Regions from separate parts of the Rattus norvegicus genome. Here region 1 is linked to region 2. A link is a contact called in public Hi-C data. All regions are on one chromosome and are shown on one strand. Each heading gives the region's core, a stretch centred on a gene start, on an enhancer-like site or on the middle of the called end of the contact. The rest is flanking DNA. Distances are from core to core; before and after follow the strand shown. Region 1 holds the start of Mboat1 (membrane bound O-acyltransferase domain containing 1). Region 2 has its middle 92 kb from the start of Agtr1a.

Region 1 (2,805 bases), core at 33-2,532, 130 kb after region 2:
CTGCAACCTGTCCTGCCTGATTCCATTTAAACCATTAAGCATCCTACACAGGGGACATAGATAGCCTGAGGGCACAAAGGAAATAATGCAAGACTACACACACCTCAGGAAGATTTTTCTTTCCCTAGTACTGAGGCCAACAGCCAGACCAGACCCTCCAGGACTCTAACCACCGAACTACACCCCAGCTGTCTTTGGCAAGATTCCTTTCCAGGTTACCGTTGCCAGTTTTACCTGTAATGTAGCAGGGGATTCCTGAGCAGTCCCCCGTATCCCCTCTCCTCCCAGGACCTGCCCTACACAACAGCTTCTCACAACAGGGATGAATGAGAACTGAGTAATAAAGACCCTCAGAAAAGCATCTCAACACTGTAGCAAGAGGATGGCCACAAGTTCTAGCCCAGCCTAGACAAAATAGAGACTTCTATGTCAGCCTGAACTTCAGTGAGTGCCAAGGCGGTCTGGGCTACAGGGCCAGATGCTGTTTCAACAAACAAAACAAAAACGTCATCACCATATCCCTTACTGTATACCTACACATCTGGTTAGTCAGGCTTTTTACTTTTTGTTTGGTTTTGTTTGAGGATTGAGGCTTCTCACTCTGCACCCTAGACAGAGAAGACAGGAATTCGCAGCAATTTTTCTGCCCTGGGCTCTGAAGAACTAGGATTAAAGGCGTGATCTACCACACCCAGCTTGATCAGACTTAGTCTTAAAGTAGGATCGCCTAAATTTAAAACTCACAAAGACTTAACTATACTGGTGGGGAGATGCTGGATTCATAAATCACGCCTCTAAAGAATTCGATCACAGACCAAAACTTAAGTTCAGTCCAACTTGCTAACATAGGTGGACCGATAGTTTTCACACACAAAAAGCAACCGACTCAGAAAAAAAGAGAAAGAAAAAGCTCTCGCACGTGTAGGGTTCAAGGCCGTAAACTAGGCTGTGAGCGAAGACCTGGTCGCAATCCGGTCTGCATGGCCGGTGGGACGCTGTTACCTGATCTAGCGGGATGCCAAGGAGCTGGCTGAGCGGGTGCAGGCAGGTGGAGCCCGTGGTGCGATAGGAGAGGCTGGCGGGCGACCGCGCTGCCATCCTGCATCTTCAGCGTGCTCTGTCGCCCCGGAGCTGCACGTTGGCCACCTCGAGGGCTCGCGGGAACCTGGCTCCGACTCCAGGGCGCGGACCTGGCGCTGCGGGACCCTGCGCCTGGGAGGGCAGGGCCCCTGCGTTCTGCTTCCCGCTCCACGGCGCCTGCCGCCCATTGGCCAGCAGTCGGGGACGCCCCGGAGGAGGAGCCAGACGGAGAGGGGCGCGGATCCCCAGGAGCCCGGCCCCGGGCAGCCAGGAGACGCCCTGCCTGTTCCCCAGCTCTCCGGCCTTCACCGCGGCAGTCAGCGGCCCGATCCGGGTTCCTTGGGTGCCATCTCACCCTCCTCCCAAGCAGCTGGGGTGTCCTGTGCACTTTTTTTCAGGCCTGGCTCCTGCTGCTACTCCGGAAGCCAGAAGAGACCTTCGAGCTAGCCAACACCGCCATTCTGTTCACATTTTAAAGATTTATTTATTTGCAATTTAGAGGCAGGATCTCCTGTAGCCCAGACTGTCCCTGAACTTCCAAATACTGGAATTACAGGTGTGCACCAACCATAAAGCTCCACTCTAAATTATTCTTCTCCTTCTGCTCCTTCTCCCCTCTCCTCCTCCTGCTACCTCCTTCCCTCCATCCCTCCTTCCCTATCTATTTTTCTCCCGTGTTGTTGTTTGTTTGGTTGGTTGTGTTCTGAATTCCTGGTCCTCCTGTCTGGCTCGTTCTCTCTCTCTCTCTCTCTCTCTCTCTCTCTCTCTCTCTCTCTCTCTCTCTCTCTCTCTCTCTCTCCTCGTTTATTTTACTTTACATATATGTGTGTGTATTTGTGAGTGGTTGCCTCTGGAGACTGGAGGAGACCATGGAGTTGCAGGTAATTGTGAGCCACCATGTGGGTGCTGGAAATTGAACTCAGGTCCTCTGCAGCAAAAGCAATTGCTCTTAGGTCCTGAGCCATCTCTACGGCACCCAAGGGTCCTTTCTTTACCTTCTCTGGTTAAGCCACAGTTTCCATCACTCTAATCCACTGCCCCTGCTTCCTGCAAGCAGACACTGCAGACAGCTAGCTTCTGTGACTTGTCTCATTTCACTCTGGATTTTCTCTCCAGTAAGCTCTGTTTACTACGCACGCGCTGACAGATCTTCCACTTGCTGAAACAGCTCTGTATCGCTATTTCTTGAGAAATCCTTTTCAACTCACTGATAGATATTTTAAAACATCAGAGAGACCCTTCCAGCACCCCACAGGTTTCTGCTACATCTAGCCTAGTGTTAGAGTAGCTGCTCATAATGGAAGTTTGAGAAACACCCAGGAACCTACATACTGGAGAGAAAGGAAGTCAGAAACTGAGAGATCCCTCTGTGTGTGTGTGTGTGTGTGTGTGTGTGTGTGTGTGTGTGTGTGTGTGTCTGTGTCTGTGTCTGTGTGTGTGTGTCTGTGTCTGTGTCTGTGTCTGTGTCTGTGTCTGTGTCTGTGTCTGTGTCTGTGTGTCTGCTCCAGCCTGTGGAAGCTGAAGAAGACAGTCAGAGATGGAGTTACAGGCAGTAGTGGGCAGTTCATCATGAGTGCTGGCAACTGAAGTCCAGTCCTCCAGAGGAGTCGGAAACATTCTTAATGGCCTTAACCACTGAGACATCTTGCCAGCCCCTGCAGCCTTTGCTTGGACCATGGAGCGACTGGAAATCAGAGCCTTTCTGTAGGAGTGGGAAGTAACTGA
Region 2 (2,938 bases), core at 96-2,595:
ATATGCCCAAGCCACCAGGACCAGAACATTAAATTGTCAGCAAAGGAACTATCAAAGGCCTGCATTTTCCTCCAGAAACTAGTCACTCAAAATGAATTACCTAGAAAACAATAAATAAATAATAAAATGTTAAGTAAATAAATAAAAGGTTAAAAGACAAGCAACATGTGGTCATCTTATATGTCCCGTAATCTTACAGGAAGAAAAGTGATAATCAAAAGAATTTCACAACGACGTATTTAAACTATACAATCACTGCAGGAATCTTTGACTCAGTTCCTCACACTATCTCATTTAAAACTCACATTAGATACTGACTCACTTAACAGGACAAGTGCAGAAGGCTGTTCATGGCCATTCAGAGCCTGTCCCACATGTGACCCATACATATACAGCCACCAAAATTAGATAAGATGGATGAAGCTAAGAAGTGCAGGCCGACAGGAACCGGATATAGACCTCTCCTGAGAGACACAGCCAGAGCATGTCAAATACAGAGGCAAATGCTAGCAGCAAACCATTGAACTGAGAATGGGCCCCCTGTTGGAGGAATTAGAGAAAGGATTGAAAGAAATGAAGGGGCTTGCAACTCCATAAGAACAACAATGCCAAGCAACCGGAGCTTCCAGGGACTAAGCCACTACCCAAAGACTACACATGGACTGACCCAGGGCTCCAACTGCATATGTAGCAGAGAATAGCCTTGTTGGGGCACCAGTGGAAGGGGAGCCCTTGGTCCTGCCGAGGTTGGACCCCCAATGTAGGGGATTGTTGTGGGGGGGCAGTAATGGGGAATGGATGGGGAGGGGAACAACCCTATAGAAGGGGAGGGGGACAGGTTAGGGGGCTGATGGACAGGAAACTGGGAAAGGGAATAACATTTGAAATAAGAAATACCAAATTTAGTAAAAACAGGAAAAAAAGAAAAGAAAGAAAGGCTGTTCATGTTCTCGAAGGTCACACAGCAAACTTGAAGCATAAACCTTAACCTGTAGCTGGTTTCACCTCCAATGCGTCTGCTTTTTTAAGTCTACCCACCATTCCATATTTGTAACTAAAGTAGGAAGAGGCAACTGGGGTCATCATTGTTTTCAGCATTCCACTCGATAAGAACGTGGTCTTTTCTATGACAGACTAGCAGCTACAGTTCGAAGGGGGTAGCAGAGAGGTTAAAGAGTGCAACCCTGGTGTGAATGGAACCACAAAGGAACATTGGAATTTAACAAGCAGAGCCAGCCACCTGAAATTACTGAAAGTGGCCACAAGAGGCCGCTCTTTCATGCCACTTCAGAGAAATCTCATTCATGCAAAGATTGGTAGCTGGCCAACTGAGATGGTTAGTAAGCACTCAGGTACTCTGGCATTGCTTCCCCTCAAACCCACATTGCAAGAGTAGACTTTAGGTTAGCCTGAGGGCCAGGGGGATCACTCAGCGAAGAGAGGTGCTTTTTATCCCCCTTTAAAAAAGACTTGTTTCAGTAGCTGGAGAGGTGGCTCAGGGAGTGCTTGGCCAAGCCTTCTTCTGGCTTCTTGGGCATGTGAACAAACTTAGTGCACATACATACATGCAGGCGAATATTCATACATATAAAATAAAAATAGAAAGATTTAAAATTCCTCTCTCTCTCCCTCAATGTTGGTGTGTGTGTGTGTGTGTGTGTGTGTGTGTGTGTGTGTGTGTGTGTCTGTCTGTCTGTCTGTCTGTCCGTCCGCATGCCTTCAGAGGCCTGTAAAGGGCTTCTGATCTCCTAAAGCTAGGGTTACGGGTGGTTGTGAATTACATTGCGTGGTGTGAGTGCTAGAAACCAATCCTCTGGTAAAGCAGCAAGAGTTCTTATTGGTCCAATCATCTCCCCACCCCCAAACCCTCAATATACACAATTCTCCTTATCCAAGTACTCAGAACTCACATAGAGGTGGAAGGAGAGAACTAACTCTACAGACTTGTGCTCTGACCTCTGCACATGCATGCAACATGACACATGCAGCACACACACACACACACACACACACACACACACACACACACACACACACACTGAAGCTTAGGAAGCTAGGAAATCATTAACCCAGCAATCACTCACTCCTTTCCTTCTTTCCCAAGCTGCTTTGCAAAAGGAAAAGCAAAGGCCAGTGTAGTCCTAAGTGTGGGGAAACTGAGGCAGGAGCATTCTTGCGCCCAGGAATCTCAAGGCAGCTGGGGCAACAGGAGACCCTGTTTCAAATCAAAACTAAGCTTCCGCACCACCGTTTCCACTCCTGCACTGGCTCTTTACAGAGCTTCCTCCTGCTCTTTGCTGTCATTCTCCGATGGGAGCTGCCCGGGACTCACAGGAAACTGATTCAGCAAAGTCCCAAAGGCAGCAGGTCTGGGTTTAACCGCTTTCTTCTTGGAATACTGCTCAGACTTCCTGCTGGAACCGAAGACCAAACTACTGCTGTGAGTTTATGTGTCACACATTTACAGCAGGCCTTTGCATACTGGTATGGGTGAGGGGTTAGCATGAGAATCCAACTTGCAGCTGGAGACATAGCTCAGTGGTGTTCTCCTGGCCTGCAGGAAGACATGGGCTCTACCTCTAGCACTGCATACACGAGCACTGTAATCCCAGCACTAACTGAGTGGAGGCAGGAGGATCAGAAGCTTAAAATGATCCTTGTCCAGGTAAGAGTTAGAGGCCAGGCAGGGTTATGTGAGTCTTTGTCTTTGAAAAGAAAGAAAGGGGCAGGGGAAAGGCTCCAGTTGGCAAACCACTGCTTCAAGCTTTGGCTTTTAAAGGACAGAATTACATTATGCAGTCACTCAGAGTTCCCATTTCAGTTTTGTTGCCCAGCGATAAAATCGGAACATCGGAATGAACTGTACATGCTCTGGACATTTGGATTCTACCAGTGCCGAGATATGTGTATGGGTTGTCAGTTTAATTTTCTTTTGATT

Evidence for each region. Hi-C and Micro-C count contacts between places; a contact is called where the count stands out from the background.
Region 1: a contact with region 2 is called in a Hi-C map of liver, with 5 times the contacts expected there. The contact joins the promoter of Mboat1 here to the enhancer-like site in region 2. A contact is called at or near these places in 6 of 12 Hi-C or Micro-C datasets (the A7r5 cell line, Schwann cells, kidney and 2 more).

The regions. Positions count from the first base shown.
Region 1 is chr17:34,652,416-34,655,220 of GRCr8, forward strand. Mboat1 (membrane bound O-acyltransferase domain containing 1) reads right to left here and starts at 1,283. Exons shown (of 13, transcript NM_001109120.1): 1 at 1,003-1,283. The coding sequence starts at 1,098.
Region 2 is chr17:34,525,731-34,528,668 of GRCr8, forward strand. No RefSeq gene overlaps it. Among named protein-coding and RNA genes, the nearest start is that of Agtr1a, 92 kb to the left of the region's middle. Within about 2 kb of position 1,346, at least 1 of the 93 cell types and tissues checked has an H3K27ac peak or open chromatin away from gene starts, as enhancers often do. A contact at or near this core is called in liver, where this site is marked.